Linked DNA regions of Mus musculus: all the other regions are linked to region 2. Evidence: chromatin contacts called from public HiChIP or PLAC-seq data. All regions are on one chromosome and are shown on one strand. Each heading gives the region's core, a stretch centred on a gene start, on an enhancer-like site or on the middle of the called end of the contact. The rest is flanking DNA. Distances are from core to core; before and after follow the strand shown.

Evidence for each region. HiChIP or PLAC-seq counts read pairs in DNA pulled down with a chosen protein or histone mark.
Region 1: a contact with region 2 is called in a BATF HiChIP or PLAC-seq map of CD8 T cells, with 8 read pairs. The contact joins two enhancer-like sites. A contact is called at or near these places in 1 of 15 datasets of contacts at CTCF or cohesin (the NIH/3T3 cell line), 1 of 484 Hi-C or Micro-C datasets (liver), 1 of 115 datasets of contacts at active chromatin or transcription factors (CD8 T cells) and 2 of 9 other capture datasets (embryonic stem cells and pancreatic islet).
Region 3: a contact with region 2 is called in an H3K27ac HiChIP or PLAC-seq map of regulatory T cell precursor, with 5 times the contacts expected there. The contact joins two enhancer-like sites. A contact is called at or near these places in 1 of 39 promoter capture datasets (the 3T3-L1 cell line), 3 of 15 datasets of contacts at CTCF or cohesin (CD8 T cells, the G1E-ER4 cell line and the NIH/3T3 cell line), 30 of 484 Hi-C or Micro-C datasets (3T3-L1-derived adipocytes, CD4 T cells, CD8 T cells and 9 more) and 13 of 115 datasets of contacts at active chromatin or transcription factors (CD8 T cells, T-cell acute lymphoblastic leukemia, acute myeloid leukemia and 9 more).

Annotation. Positions count from the first base shown.
Region 1 is chr10:24,671,823-24,674,720 of GRCm38.p6, reverse strand. It overlaps Enpp1 (ectonucleotide pyrophosphatase/phosphodiesterase 1), which reads left to right. Exons shown (of 25, transcript NM_008813.4): 5 at 46-106; 6 at 2,609-2,706. Among named protein-coding and RNA genes, the nearest start is that of Enpp1, 39 kb to the left of the region's middle. Within about 2 kb of position 1,575, at least 9 of the 459 cell types and tissues checked have an H3K27ac peak or open chromatin away from gene starts, as enhancers often do. A contact at or near this core is called in CD8 T cells, where this site is marked.
Region 2 is chr10:24,752,660-24,755,813 of GRCm38.p6, reverse strand. No RefSeq gene overlaps it. Among named protein-coding and RNA genes, the nearest start is that of Enpp1, 42 kb to the right of the region's middle. Within about 2 kb of position 1,328, at least 110 of the 459 cell types and tissues checked have an H3K27ac peak or open chromatin away from gene starts, as enhancers often do. A contact at or near this core is called in CD8 T cells, CD8 central memory T cells, T-cell acute lymphoblastic leukemia and 6 more, where this site is marked.
Region 3 is chr10:24,640,066-24,643,204 of GRCm38.p6, reverse strand. It overlaps Enpp1 (ectonucleotide pyrophosphatase/phosphodiesterase 1), which reads left to right. Exons shown (of 25, transcript NM_008813.4): 25 at 1,229-3,139. The coding sequence ends at 1,399. Among named protein-coding and RNA genes, the nearest start is that of Gm15270, 46 kb to the right of the region's middle. Within about 2 kb of position 1,609, at least 56 of the 459 cell types and tissues checked have an H3K27ac peak or open chromatin away from gene starts, as enhancers often do. A contact at or near this core is called in CD8 T cells, CD8 central memory T cells, T-cell acute lymphoblastic leukemia and 6 more, where this site is marked.

The DNA of each region.
Region 1 (2,898 bases), core at 326-2,825, 81 kb after region 2:
AAATGTGCTCACTTCATTCTATTTTTATTTTTGAAACTATTCCAGATAAGAAGAGTTGGGTAGAAGAAACATGTGAAAGCATCGATACCCCGGAGTGTCCAGCAGAGTAAGCTCATGGCCCGACACAGGCATACTTTTCCCTTTTTGAGAAGGGTTTTTTTTTTTCCCTTTCTCTTTCTAAATTAAGATGAAAAATAGTAATAAATCATTGGTTAATTAAACATTTGCTTTCACCAGACTGTGTTTGCTGCTGGTTCTCCAGAGGACTGTGGTATGACCCTTTCTCTGGAAGCCAGTAGAAAGAAACACCATGAGTAATAGCGGCTGTTATCCGTGAGTGTGGTGGTGTGTCTGTAGCCTTCTACGGAAGAAAGCATCTTGGCTCTACTATGGAGTTTTTGGTGTTGAACTTGTAGCACATTGCAGTTCTTTAAATTTTTTTCAATTTTATGCACTTTTAGCATAAATAACACATCTGTGAGAAAAAGTTACATGATTTTTTTTTTTTTTTAATTTCAAGACAGGGTTTCTCTGTGTAGCCCTGGCTGTCCTGGACCTCACTCTGTAGACCAGGCTGGGCTCGAACTCAGAAATCCACCTGCCTCTGCCTCCCAACTGCTGGGATTAAAGACCCAGCTACATGAGTTTTGTAATTCATCTGTGTTCTTTTTTGAACTATTCATGTCAAAAAACATTTTATTTTATTTTATTTTATTTTATTTTATTTTATTTTATTTTGAGACAGGCTTTCTCTGTGTAGCCCTTGCTGTCCTGGAACTCCCTCTATAGGCCAGGCTGGTCTAGAACTCAGAGATCTACCTGCCTCTGTCTTTGTAGTGCTGGGATTAAAGGCATGTATCACTACCATGTGGCAGAAATACATTTTTTTTACCAGTTTAAAAGTTTTTTAGACTTTAAAATACTTTAAACCTGTATTTTAATCTTATTTTGTTCATGTATGTATTTATTTTGTCATACAACATTTTTTGTTGTTGTTTGAAACAGTAGTAATGACAACTAAAACTAAACCTAAACTAAATAATTTCACCAGAAGAGGGCTTTTAGGGGGGAGGGTCCTCTCTAAACTGCTTTTTAAAATGCCAAGATATACTAAAATTTTAGACTTGCTCAATTTTTCTTTCTAAATGTTAATTGTTGCTTTAAAGTATAACGTAAGATCTTTTTTTGTTGTTTTTCGTTTTTGTTTGTTTGTTTGTTTGTTTTTTCAAGACAGGGTTTCTCTGTATAGCCCTGGCTGTCCTGGAACTCAATTTGTAGACCAGGCTGGCCTCGAACTCAGAAATTCACCCGCCTCTGCCTCCCAAGTGCTGGGATTAAAGGCGTGCGCCACCACGTCCGGCATAACGTAAGATCTTTACTGGAAACTAGAACTCCTGGCATAATTCAGAGCATTTTATTCTGAGAAATTACATTACCTGGCATTTCAGTGACCTGAATTTTATGGCTTTTGTTGATTGACATAGTTTTGTGCAGTGACTGAGACTATACACATTTGATTACACTCACCCAGGAGGGCCAGGTTATCAAGAGTAGTTACTGAGAATTGTATAACAAAGTTCTTCCTTTGGTGTGGTTGCTTTTGGTTAAAATGGGAGGGCTGAGAAGATGTGAGAGCGAAAGCTCATTCACCCTCAGATTTTAAAGTTCTGAGAAACTGTGGGCAAGATGATCACTGTTGTTTAGCTATAAAGTGATGCAACTTTTCTACCATCCATTAGCGAAAGTGTCTGGATGCAATTTCTGAGCCATGGCTGTTTGTTTGTTTGTTTGTTTTGTTTTGAATCCATGGCTAGCTATTCTCTTTTGTCAAGTGTACCTGATACAGTGTTTTATGCCCTCTTGGGCTTTCTGTGGCACACACCTCTGTGTCTTTCTGTGAACTCATCTTTCAACATTTCCAGCCACTTCATTGTTTAAATATATGAACACTGTGTCTTTCAGGCTTCTGCACCACATACTTATCTCTTCAAAATATACTGAACTTAAATATTAAATACGGCCAGGGATGCAGCTGATGGGCAGAGCGCATGCCTAGCATTAGTGGGGACAGACCTGGACTTGATCCTCAGCGTATAAAAAGAAAGCAACAAAGCCTAATTATAGCATATGTTTTATGCCTAATGAGGCACCATCTACTGAAGGAGAGACAGAGATTTGTTCAGAAAAAGAATTAATGGGGAAAATGTTGTTTACTTGTCAAATTTAGTTTCTTAGAAAGTTTGAAAATCTTATAATATGACAATATCATTTGACCAAACTTTTGTAATGTCAGAAAATATGATTGAAGTTTCTATGTTGTAGCTCAAAACAGTATGGATCCTTATAAATATTAATGGTGATACATGCATGTGAATAACTTTTTGATAAAATATGTATACAAATATAAATGCATGAAGGATGTTCTCTTATGTTCTTGCTGACTTTTCAGATAATTTCAGTTGCATGCTGACCTCAATGAGAAACCTTCACGAGGGTGGAGCCAGGGAGAGGGTGGGGCCAGGGAGAGGGTGGAGCCAGGGAGAGGGCATCCTCATTGGCTGTGTCTTCATTTTGTCTCTTTACACAGTTTTCTTTTACTCTTTACCAGGTTTGAATCACCCCCTACTCTCTTGTTTTCTTTGGATGGATTCAGAGCTGAGTATTTGCACACCTGGGGTGGACTTCTTCCTGTCATTAGCAAGCTGAGTGAGTAACTTCAGCGTTGAGTACTGAAGGGTCACGACTTTGGAGATGGATGAGGGAGGGGGGATGTTTTTGGAAAAGTACTGTGAAGCGTCTCACTGTTTTACCAAACTTCTCCATTGCAAAGCGGTGAACTTTCAAGACCACTAGTGTTGATATTGTAGATCTTGGAAACCGCTCCAAAAATACTTCTAG
Region 2 (3,154 bases), core at 79-2,578:
TTCTACTGCCAAAACTCACACAGCGTTGGATAATGTGACTCCCTTCCTCCACCTCTGTCTAAACAAGGCATCTCGGAAGTCACTTCTTTAGTAAACACGACACCTTCCCATTCCATATCCCCAAGACTCAGTGTTCTAACAACACTGCCATTTAACAAAACTGAGGGTTCAGATGTCTATTTTCTTAAATGTGTACCCAGGAGCTCTCTTTAGCCACAGCCTCGCAGACATGCAGAATCCTCTGGGAAAGTTACTAGAGGAGTTGCTAGTTTTCTTGTAAAGTGAACAGCAGAAAGATCAGGATATTTGGTTTATTTGATGATAATAGGAAAAAGTGAACTATTAGAAACTAAAAATAAAGCTAAGCCGCCCAATTCATTCAAACTGATCGCTGCAGCCAACAGCAGCCGTTGGAAGGCAGTTTCCAGTGCAGTGGCTTTCAAAGAATCTTTTCATATATCTCCCGAGGTCTTTTTGAAAGGGTTCCTTTCTTCTCAAGCACTCCTTCTGAGGGGGCGCCTATAAACCAAAACTAATTTGAAGGTAAGCATGCTTATTAAAGGCACAGAAGCCCAAATTCAAAAATGTTTATTGAACTGGAGTAATCGAACTGACCTTCTTATCCAGGAAATGGTTACCCATTTCCAAAGTGTTACAGGCATAGGAAAGTGCTGGAATCCCACTTACAAAGCAGGAAACAACTGCCACAGGGTATGAGAGGTTTGTGCTGTGTCATTCTATATTTTGATGAGACTGGGTCACCACAGGTCTGTGACATTTATAGGCTCTGCCTTCTGTGTTCTTTCTTTTTCCTTTCGTCCTCCCTCTTTGTCCCCCCTTTACAGCGTTAATCCTGAGATTCACCAGAGAGATGCCAATTCCATCATTTTGGGCCAAATGTAAAGCAAGCGTTATTAAATAGTAAATACTGACCATGAGGTTGACTTTGGTCAGGATCATTCCCTGGGATTTCCCAGCTGAGATGGCCGTGAGCCACTTGTTGAAGGGATTTAACAAGGACAAAGCTATAGGCAACATACTTTCCCATGAGGCTTTGTTATTTTTCCAAGAACTACAATTCCCAGCGTTCCAGTTCCTAGGCAGGTGGGGCTTTCACGTTAATTTGGGGCTTTATAGCTGTTCCTTCCTTCTCCTTCCCTTCCCTTCTTCCCATTCTTCCCTTCTTGCTAGCTTGAGCCCAGGGCAGGTGCTGTACCACTGAGCAATACTACCAACTTTGATATCCTTTCAGTTTACGAAGTCACCCCTGATCACAGGAAGTGGGTTAGCACCTCCGCCCTTTAGGTAAATAAGTTTCCTCTGCAGTTTCTTTCTTTCTCTGTTCTGAGACGGGGACTCTCGAGTATCTTATCATAGACTGGCTCAAACTTTCGATGTAGCTAGCAAAGGTTAACTTTGAACTCCTGATCTTCCTGCCTCCCCCTCTCCAGTGCCAGAACGAAAGGTGTACGCCACCACGCCCTGTTTTATGCTGCACTAGGAATCTAACCCAAAACTTTGTGAATGCTAGGCAGGTGCTCTACCCACAGAGCCTCAGCTACAGTCCAGACCCAGGAATCTTAACTGCTTCACACTTCCACCTTGAGAACCGACAGAGAGAGAAACAGTTGTGTCCAGTTCGGGGAGGTGGGTCTGGATACACAAGAGAGGCAGCTTTCAAGGGCACAGATGCTTTAAAGAGCGGTTGTTCGGATCTTCACACAGCACACGAGGATAAAATGGATAACGCATCTGAGGCGTTCCTTCCTGAATCAGATGTCAGTAAACATCCAGCCGTTAACTCCACCCTGAAGCACCCATTTATGTTATGTTATGTTATGTTATGTTATGTTATGTTATGTTATGTTATGTTATTTAGTCCTGGAAACATAAAGTTCCTGAATCTCTTTTTCTCACAGGCAAACACCGGAGCTTTTCTTTTCAGCTGCGGTTCCTGGTTCAGACTCTCAGTACTTGGCATCTTCACTGTCCACTCCACTTGACAACATCACTTTTATTTCAATCAACCTTCGAGCTGACCTCAGTCCTCCCGTGAGAACTGCTGAGGTGGCCTGTGAGCCCTCTCTGAACACAGCTTCTCACACACAGACCTGAGTAACCTTCACCTGGAACTCGCTGTACTTTCGATCTACACAAAGATCATGACGTCACCTCCCAGTTTCACCAGGCACGAGCCAGGTGAAATAGAGATGAAACCAGCTTATTTTTAATGGCTCATAAGTCTGTGTTAAATGTTTTTTCTTCTCTCTCTCTCTCTCTCTCTCTCTCTCTCTCTCTCTCTCTCTCTCTCTCTCCCTCCCTCCCTCCCTCCCTCCCTCCCTCCCTCCCTCCCTCTCTCTCTCTCTCTCTCTCTCTCTCTCTCTCTCTCTCTCTCTCTCTCTCTTTCTTTCTTTTTTCCAGCCTGATGGTAGCATTGCCTTTATTTAGTGGCTGACAGAAAAATTCGTGGAGTTATTTGTTGATAGGTAGGAAAAGATATGTTTAAAAAAATAATAATTTTCCTACTAGAGGAAAGTGAATTGACTTCTTTCCCCATTTGTTTTAATATATCTGAAATTTTATTTTGGGCAATTCTATACATGTATCAAATGCACTTGATATATATTATCCCCATTCCCTTCTTTTAATCCCCATTTAACACTTCTGGCCCCCTTTCATCTTCCTAACACACCCTCTAGTTTATATCTGTGTGTGTGTAGGTTTCATTACTTTTCCTCCGAATGGGTGTGGGGTTATGTACTAGAGTGTGAACACATTGCCAGTGGCTACAACATTAAAGAACTGCTTCCCTCTCCCAGCATCTATTGACTACAGATAGCTCTTAAAGGGGCTTGCTGCGCCTCTAATGGGTCCAGTCTTGTGCCGTTCTTATGCAGGTAACCACAGCTGCTGTAGGCTTATTAGTGCAGTGGTTATACCATGACTAGAAGACCTCTTTCAAGCACCCCTCCTTACCCTCTGGTGCTTACGTTCTTTGTACCCCATCTTCTATGACCTTTCAGAAGGGGTCAATGTAGATGCCCTGTTTATGGCTGAGATTTCTTTTGTTTATTTATTTATTCACTATTAGATATTTTCTTTATTTACATTTCAAATGTTATCCCCTTTCTTAGTTTTCCCTCCAAAAATCCCC
Region 3 (3,139 bases), core at 360-2,859, 110 kb after region 2:
AAGTTATTTTAAAGCTTGTTACACAGTTGCTGTTTCTTCTGCTTCCCCTCTGAACAAGTGACTAAGCATTAGTTGCATTAGCCTGAAGAGACATTCTGGTTATAAGTCCTCTTTACTCATTCCTAAGAATGCTGAAATAAACGACGGACACTGCCTACTGACAAGGAGTTCATGGCGTCAGGTGCTTCCCTCAAAGCCAGAGGAAGGGTTGTGGCTGGGAGGGAACTAAGCAGCAGCTGATTTAAGTTTGATGGGAAATGCGAGGTTTCTGTTCTGCTTTTTATGGTAAAACTCTTTATTATTTTCTACTAATAAGATCCCAAGAGTGCATGGGGCTTTAAAAACAATTACATTTATTAGTAATGTGTGTGTGTGTGTGTGCACATGTGTGTGAGCATGTGTGTGTGAGAGCATGTGTGTGAGCATGTACGTGTGTGCACATGTGTGTGAGCAAATGTGTGTGAAACTCAGAGAACATCTTTCAGAAGTTGGCTCCCTCCTTCCCCAGCCTGGGGATGAAGCTCATGCAGCCAGGTTTGGCAGCATCTTCCTGGCCCCATAGACCTTTCTGATACACGTCTTTGACCCTTTCCCATGGCCATTTTCAGAAATGCTTATAGAATATGGATGCATCCTTTCTATCCCTGCTATCTGATTTAACTATGTTCTCTACTTCCATGGACCAGAAAGTCTGCCTTTGGTTTTTTTCTGATCACATATTGTTTAGGTCTTTATTCTCTTCAGAAATGAAATTTCATCTTATGTATTTTGCAACCCCAGTTCCATGAGACCATAAAGATGACACATTCCCGTGATAACTAGAGTTGGTTTGATATAGTTGCTCACATCTTATACTTGATCTTTAAACCCAGCCTGGCTTTGGCCCGCTGGGGCAAGAGAGATGGTTCAGTGGTTAAGAACACTAGCTGCTTTTCCAGTAGCCCTGGGTTGGACTCTTAGCACTAAATAGTATAACTAGCAACCATCAATAATTCTAGTTCCAGGAGATTTGATCACCTGATTTTCATGATGCTCAGGTAATGCATTCAGGCAACACACACACACACACACACACACACACACACACACACACACACACACACACACACCTGTGACTTCTGTCATTTCTCAGCCTAAAATGTCCTAAGTAAATAAGCTGAGAAGAGGGGGACCTTACTGGGAACGTGAACTGAGTGCTCTCTGGTGACTTCTTCATCTTCTGTCCTAGCATGGGAAGCGGGAGTCTTCATGGGTCGAGGAGTTGCTGACCTTGCACAGAGCTCGGGTCACAGACGTGGAACTCATCACTGGCCTCAGCTTCTACCAGGACCGACAAGAGTCAGTTTCAGAACTGCTGAGGTTGAAAACACATTTGCCAATCTTCAGCCAAGAAGACTGATTGTTTTTTTATTAAAAAACAAAAGAAAACAAAACAAACACCATAGATCCTTTTGAAAGAGTCTTATATTTGATACAGTCCTCTACACTTTTGCATTGTTTGGAAACGGTCGAGTGGAGTTACAACTGGGACTCCCTGTGTGGTGTCGATGTCCCTGGCTGGGTTGTGTGACGACTCAGCACATCTGCAGAGTGTTCCTGTCCTGTGCCATGCAGACTTCCTGTCTAAGAATTAGATGTGTCACTAACGCACGGGGAGTAAAGACACTTCACCTCACACCTGGAAGTGTTCTTAAGGGACGAGGGGCAGTGTACGTGGTCTGGGGACCTGATGTTGGAATCCTATTGTTGTTAATAAAACTGAGTAAAGGACTGGGGTAGCTCATGTCCCATTTTAAAAAAAATGGAAAATGGTTCTGTATTGATTTTCACTTGGAGTTTCAGTTTTAGCTAAATGAGGCCCCATTTCTATTTTTTCTGTCTCCTCCAATAACCAAAGTCTTGTGCTTTTAAAACAAATTGTGATTGGGTCTCTTCAGGTTTAGTGGCTTTCCATCAAAAAACTGGACTTTTGATGGAAAATTTGTGAGTTGAGGATATCTAGCTTTTGTAAAAATCTGACTCTATGTTTATACACACACGCACACATACACATGTACACACGCACACACATGTGCACATGCATGTATGCATGCACACACACATGTAACACATGTGCACACACATGTACACACATACACATGTAACACACCCACACACGTGCATGCTCTTGAATATGCACATGCACACACATATGCACATGCACATCCCAGTCCTCTTTACTAGAAATAAATGAAGACTGAAAAGAGCCCTGAGCATGGTTCTCTCAGGCCATTAAAATTGGGCTTTGTTTGGATGAACCCCGAGAGAACTCATTGGCACTTGCAAAGTGACTTTTTTTTCCACTGTGAAGAGTGTTTTCTCTGCACAAGAGAGCCCCCCTCCCCCACAGTGATGGGAGAAGAGCTTTGCCTGGCTTAGTTCTTCAGTTTGAAGCTGTGTAGATCTGAAGAGAATTCGTCACTCATCACTTAACATCTTCACTGTGCACACGACAAATGACACAGTGATGTAACTTCCCCTCACCGACATTGCCACTGACATTGATGTAATAACTTAGAAGGTGTTGTTTTGTGTTACCCATAGCCTCTGGCATGCATATCTTTCAGTCTGTTCTTTCCAAGTTTGCTACTTCCTGCCAGTCTGTCTAAGGTTTTGTTTGGTTTTTATGCTACCTTTTATCCATTCTGTTGTTCCCAGTAGGTTTATATATAGGCTACTGTTTTATTTGTAAAATGTTATTTGTGTTTTGCTTCTTTATGTCTTCTATTTGCTGAAATTTTTTATTGCTTCCATTGAGTATCAATTTCTTCATTTGTTTCATGTGCATTTGCGGTTGCTGGTTGGAACATTTTTACGATGCTGTTGTACAGTGCTCGTTGGTACATCCTCACTTCCTCTGTCAATGTTTGTTTCTATGTGTAGTGGGTTTCTCTTGTCTTCAACATATTTTTTTTGCTTCTCATGATTGTTTTAAATTAAAACCTGGATATTTTAGGCATTCTATCTTAGCATTCTGCATCTTCGGTAAATCTCCTCTGACATCATCCCTGCAGAAATACTGGGGACTCGGCCTCCTTCTTACTCTCTGGGAGATGAAGTATTTCACCTCCTCCATTGATATTAGGATGAGAGGAGGTAA